2 separate regions of the Sus scrofa genome follow, and region 2 is linked to region 1. A link is a contact called in public HiChIP or PLAC-seq data. All regions are on one chromosome and are shown on one strand. Each heading gives the region's core, a stretch centred on a gene start, on an enhancer-like site or on the middle of the called end of the contact. The rest is flanking DNA. Distances are from core to core; before and after follow the strand shown. Region 1 overlaps KCNAB1 (potassium voltage-gated channel, shaker-related subfamily, beta member 1). Region 2 has its middle 44 kb from the start of LEKR1.

Region 1 (3,034 bases), core at 123-2,622:
TAGCTAAAGATACATTTCAGTGGAAAAATGAGTCAGTCATCTCCCCAGAGCATTTCCTCCCAGCAGGGCTCTGGCTGGTAGCAGGACGGGCTTCTATGCTCGGGCTTCCATGCTCAATGCACAAGAGAAAAGGATGTTGTCTTAGCAAGAAGCTGCTACCAGGACAGCTTACCATATCCTCTCCCTTTCTACTCCCACCTCTGGCCAGCCCAGCACCAAAGGTTCTGCCCTCAGTCAGCTGTGACTGGGCCCCTTGATATAGTGAGGCTACTAGATTGGGGCCGCTGGGGACTCCCAGCAGATAGAAAGCATGCAGTGCCAGCAGTTATAAGGAAATTTCTAATGGGCAAAGGCAGGCAGCTGCTTCTTTGAATGTACCTAAGGTGAGCATAAACTGGAGAGGTTTTGCTAAGCATCAGCAGACAGGAGAAACAGGAAAGAAGCCACAGCTGCAGGCAGTCCCGTCAGCAGCTCAGGTCCCCAACCTCCAGCCTCAAAGCCCTTGTGAGGTTCCCCACCAGCTACTCAGGGAAGTCCGACTCCTCAGCACTCAGGCCCTTCCCATCCAGGGCTCATCACCCCTCCCTCACCTCCTCTGGGATCCTAATCCCCAGAATAGTGGTCCTCCCCCTGCGGAGTGTCCACCACCCTAGCCTGGAAAAATCCTGGTCCATCCCCAAGGCCCAGCTCAAAGTGACTCAGTCCTGGAAGGACTTCCCTGACACCTGCCAGCCCGTGACACTTGCCAGACCTCCCTCACTCCCCAATTATTGCACTCAGGGTAACACCTTGGTTGCAAAACTGCTAGCTCGTGGGATGTTTGTGTGATCTCTAGTAGATGAAAATGTTTTCAAACAGTTGCCAACATTTAAAAAAAAATGGGCAGCAACTTCACATAAAATTCTGGATGTTATGGCTTTTCTTGAATATTTAAGTCTTGCAACACTATATATACATGTATATATTTCATGTTTTATTCAAGTACTTTATGGTTTCATTTTTCTAATGTTTAGATCTCTTTTCTTATTGGTGTAATGAATGAAGAATGTTTTTTCCTCACATGGCTAACCCACTATATTTTAGACCCAAAATTTCCAACAAATCCAGTTTCTAGATTTGGGTCTCATTGCTGCAGTCTCACTTTAGCACAGTAGTTTAGATCTCTGATGCTCCAGAGCTGGTGGGAAACCAAACTCTCTTCTAGGAGAGGAAAGCGTTACCAGAACCAGTGAGGAAGTCCTACACTATTCCACCAAACTCTAAGGCTTCTGAGGAGAGCACTGAGTGGAGACAAGGTCACTCTGGCCAACATGACTGCAGGCAGAGGAAGGGTGAGGCTCAAACCTCAGCATCAGTCATCAGGAATGTATTTCACCACGGTCTCCACAGAGGGTCAGACTATTCCTGAAAGAAAGTCTGCCTTTGTTCCTTGTCCTAGTGTAACACATGCCCTTGGCCTATTTCTTGCAATAAATACTAGCTAGCCCTAGATGATCTCACCCTTTCCTAGGGCTTCAATTAGCATGACGGTGCAGATAACTCCTAAACTCTCAACTCCAGTCCTTTGCTACCACTAAGGTCCACAGCTGCCCTTCTGGCTGCCTACGAGTCACTTCTTTTTTTTTTTTTTGTCTTTTTAGGGCCACACTTGTAAGTTCCCTGGCTAGGGGTCGAATTGGAGCCATAGCTGTGGGCCTACGCCACAGCCACAGCAATGCTATATCTGAGCCACGTCTTCGACCTACATCACAGCTTGAGGCAACACCAGATCTTTAACCCACTGAACAAGGCCAGAGGTCAAACCTGAGTCCTCACGGATACTAGTCAGGTTCATTACCCCTGAGCCACGATGGGAACTCCTACCAGTCACTTCTACGTGAGATCCCATAGGCACCTTCACTTCAACACATCCTACTCCAAACTTCTTGTGCTCCAGACTTCTGTGGATCCTGTATCAGTATCTTCCTAGTCACCCAGTCTTTAAGTTGCCATCAGCCTCCAAAATGTCTCTCCAAGTCACTCTCCTTTTCTACTCCACTGCTAACTGTCTAGGTAATGCTTATTGTCTCTGGCTGGGACTGCAATTAATTTCTAACATCTGTGTCCCCTTTCAATCTCCTTCCAACTCATCCTTCAAAATACCTCTAGGTGTCTAATGGGGTCACTCACAGCTGAGAAGTCCTCTGAAATTCCCACTGCCTACAGCATTAAGCCCCAACTCCAAAAAATGGAATTCGAGGCCTTCCACTCTTTACCGGAATTTCTTTTTTCCATATTCCCACCATCCCCACACTTCATTCATTCACTCTACACTTCTATCACTCCATTTCACAGACTCCACTTTTTCACGCTATTCTCTCTACCTGGTATTCCTGTTAATCCCTCACAAGGATTCTAACTGATTCTCTCCTTATCTTTGGACCCCTGCTGTTCACAGGTGGCTATTAAGTGCACATAAGGCAGCCAATCCAAATGGAGATGTGCTCTTAGTGTCAAATGTACACCTGATTTGAAAGACTTAGTACTTTAAAACATGTAAAGCATCTTTTTTTTTTTTTTTTTTTTTTTTTGTCTTTTGCAATTTCTTGGGCTGCTCCCGCGGCATATGGAGGTTCCCAGGCTAGGGGTCCAATTGGAGCTGTAGCCACCGGCCTACACCAGAGCCACAGCAACGTGGGATCCGAGCCATGTTTGCAACCTACACCACAGCTCACGGCAACGCCAACCCACTGAGCAAGGGCAGGGACCAAACCCACAACCTCCTGGTGCCTAGTCAGATTCGTTAACCACTGCGCCACGACGGTAACTCCTAAAGCATCTTAATATTCTATACTGACTACATGCTGAAATGATGTTCTGATACAGTAGAGTAAAACATGTATTAATTTCACCTGCTTCTTTCCCCTTTTATTACTGTGGCCGCTAGAAAATCTAAAATTACACATATGGCTCTCATTTTTCCTATTGCTCTAGTTATTCTATATTTCTGTCTTCATTTACTGTCAACCAGTAGCTATGAGCACCTACTATGAGC
Region 2 (2,931 bases), core at 242-2,741, 230 kb after region 1:
AAGTGGAAAAAAAATCAAATTACAGAATGGTATGATACTGTCTTTGCACAAACAAAACAAGCAAAGCATTGTGTGTGTATGGGACATGGGGGTGGGTATGCACAGATGTGCATTTGTATCTGCTTAGAAAAAAAATGTCTGGGAAGTGTGGACACTAAATTCTAGCAGTTAATAGCTTCTCTTCTGATAGTGAGAAGTATCCCATTTTAGAGAAGATTAACACGTTTTAAAGCAAGCATGTGTTACTTTTACAATTAAAAATACACACATGGAGTTCCCATCGTGGCTCAGCAGAAACGAATCTGACTAGCATCAATGAGGACGCAGGTTCCATCCCTGGCCTCGCTCAGTGGGTTAAGGAGCCAGTGTTGCTGTGAGCTGTGGTGTAGGTCACAGACTCACTTCGGATCTGGCATCGCTGTGGCTGTGGTGTAGGCCAGCAGCTACAGTTCCAATCTGACACTTAGTCTGGGAATCACCATATGTCGTGGGTGTGGCCCTAAAAAGACCAGAAAAAAAAAAAAAATTTACCCATAAAGCTATTCAGGTCTAGGGTTAGGCCCAAATCAGGGCCTAACTTCAGTATTTTAAATGGGCATTAGGAATTCATTTTCTTTGAAAGATATGAGGCTAAGCAGGTTTTCTACTTCTTCTTGAACAATGCTGATTGTGTCCTTTAAGGAATTTGTTCATTTCTTTTAAGTTGTCAGATTTATTGACACACACACACAAAGGAAATAGCCTACTCCTCAATTAAAGGGAAAGCAGAGAAAAGACGGCAATAAACTTCAGTTCATATTTCCAAACAATTCCAGGAATTTTAAATAAGATGCATTTTCATCTACATAAAAGACCTCTTGGAATGGAGAAGGGAAGGAAAGCCACTTCTCTACCAGTGGAAGGGGTTGGCTAGCTCTGGTCTGTGCAAGAGTGTGTGCAGGGACTGTGTCCATCTTGCTCATGATCACTCCGGTGTCTACTCTGGGTTGGGCATCTAGCAGGGCCTCCATACAAACTGGTTGAATTAAAAAATTAAATGGGGGAAAAATGGCAATGGTTCTGTGACAAATTTACTGAACGGTGTACAGTAGGGAAATCTGGCAGGCAGCTGATGGGAAGTTTCTTTGTTCTTACTGAGTTTAGATACTAGAGTCAAATTCTAGAATTTAAATAGGAAGTTACAAGCACCATAACCATGTTGAGGAAATTAACCAGACTGAGAAAGAGTGCTGCTCACTGGCTGAGAATCTTTCTCATACTGAAATAGCAGAAGTTGCCTAAGCAATTTTTTCTCTGCCAGCTCACAAAAAGGATCACTGATTCAGGAAATGACCTCTAAGTATAACATTTTAGTTTTAATTTTTACATTCAAAAAGTCATGTGGTGAATGGGGCCAGAATCAGAATTACCTGGGGCTTTAGTGGGTTAGAGTGTTACTGGGCAAAGTGAGAAAACAGAGCAAGATTTATTGAGCATCTCATAATGACTCATCAGGGCACAGGGTTAGTCACTCAGCACATGGTATCTCATTAAAGTTCATAACAAGCTTGTGAGGCACTGTCATCATTTACAGAAGAGGAAAAAGAGACTTGGAGAACTTGGGTAACTTGTCTCAGAAGACAAAGCCAGAAAGTGGCAGAGCTGGGATTTGAATTCAGATGGGCCTGGCTCCAGGGCCCATGGTCACTTCCTGGGCCACAGGACTCTGTCTTGGTTGGTGTTGGAGTGACTCACCTATGTCACATGAGAGCAGTCCCTGTGGAAGACTTCCAAGGACTTGGTTCCTAAGAACTGACTAGACTGGACCATCACCTCTGCAGAACTAATCCAGAAATTTTTACACTTATATGAGAGATGCCTATCCCATCTTTAACTTCTAGAAGTTTTGGGGAAATGACTTGGTATTACCAAACGGGATTCTCCAAATCCTGAATAAACACAAGCATGCTGTATATTCCCCCAAACTCATCCCAGGACATAGAGCACCCCCATGCTGAAACAAATCACAGCTCCTGAAGAACTGCTTACGAGGGTGGCAGTGATGCGGAGACAGTCACGTGTTATAAATACCCGCATGGAATAAAAATCTACATTTAATTTTCCATGATATTTGCTAACTCAGATGAAATGATTTTCATCTTCATTTTCACCACAGCAGAAAAAGTTAAAATACCACAATGCTGCAGCTTTCAGCATGTTTATATCACCTCTGATTCCTTCTCTAATGCATTTCAGGCCCAGTGTTTAGCCCCCATTGACACTATGTTAAGCACTACACCTATTTCCTTGACACACTGTCCTGAACCTCTAATGTTAGGGTGCTTCACAGCCAGGTCCTTCACTTCCTACTTTTCTCTCCTTCCAAAGCTCTACATTATCTTTTACAAAGCAACAGCACCTACCTTTATCTCCCCAGTCTTCACATCTCCAGTCAGATGTCCAATGGCAACTTCCCGTGTAACGCAGCTGCAAAGAATTCTCAGTTCCTACCTTCACCTCAAACTTATTCCTCCCCTTCCCTCTAAATTCAGTTCTCTATCCCATGATACTGTCAACCATTCTGTTGTTCAAACCATAACCTATTTCCTGGTTTCCTACTTTTCCCCTCACCTCCACATCTAATTCTTCAGCAAGTTTGAAGGTTCTGCTTCTAAAATGTCTCAAAACCATCCACTTTACTTCCTTTCTGCCAATGTTAAGCTACTAATCACTTATCTCAACTATTCTTAACTGGTTTTCTTGTTTCCATCTGTCTCCCATAAAGGAGCCAGAATGATAAGTGTAAAACATAAATAACATTGATATCCTGCAGTCTTTCAACATTTTCCAGTTGTACTATACCATGGTCCACAGGACTTGCATCATCCAGCCCCTGCCTACCTCTACAACCTCATCTCCTAGATCTTTTTCAAAACTCACAGCCCTGCAGGC

Evidence for each region. HiChIP or PLAC-seq counts read pairs in DNA pulled down with a chosen protein or histone mark.
Region 2: an H3K27ac HiChIP or PLAC-seq map of alveolar macrophages shows a contact between it and region 1. The contact joins two enhancer-like sites. A contact is called at or near these places in 1 of 47 Hi-C or Micro-C datasets (embryonic fibroblasts) and 1 of 2 datasets of contacts at active chromatin or transcription factors (alveolar macrophages).

What each region holds. Positions count from the first base shown.
Region 1 is chr13:96,367,644-96,370,677 of Sscrofa11.1, forward strand. The region is part of intron 14 of KCNAB1 (potassium voltage-gated channel, shaker-related subfamily, beta member 1); the gene reads left to right. It also overlaps a transcript of SSR3 not described here. Among named protein-coding and RNA genes, the nearest start is that of SSR3, 21 kb to the right of the region's middle. Within about 2 kb of position 1,373, at least 15 of the 83 cell types and tissues checked have an H3K27ac peak or open chromatin away from gene starts, as enhancers often do. A contact at or near this core is called in alveolar macrophages and embryonic fibroblasts, where this site is marked.
Region 2 is chr13:96,595,545-96,598,475 of Sscrofa11.1, forward strand. No RefSeq gene overlaps it. Among named protein-coding and RNA genes, the nearest start is that of LEKR1, 44 kb to the right of the region's middle. Within about 2 kb of position 1,492, at least 16 of the 83 cell types and tissues checked have an H3K27ac peak or open chromatin away from gene starts, as enhancers often do. A contact at or near this core is called in alveolar macrophages and embryonic fibroblasts, where this site is marked.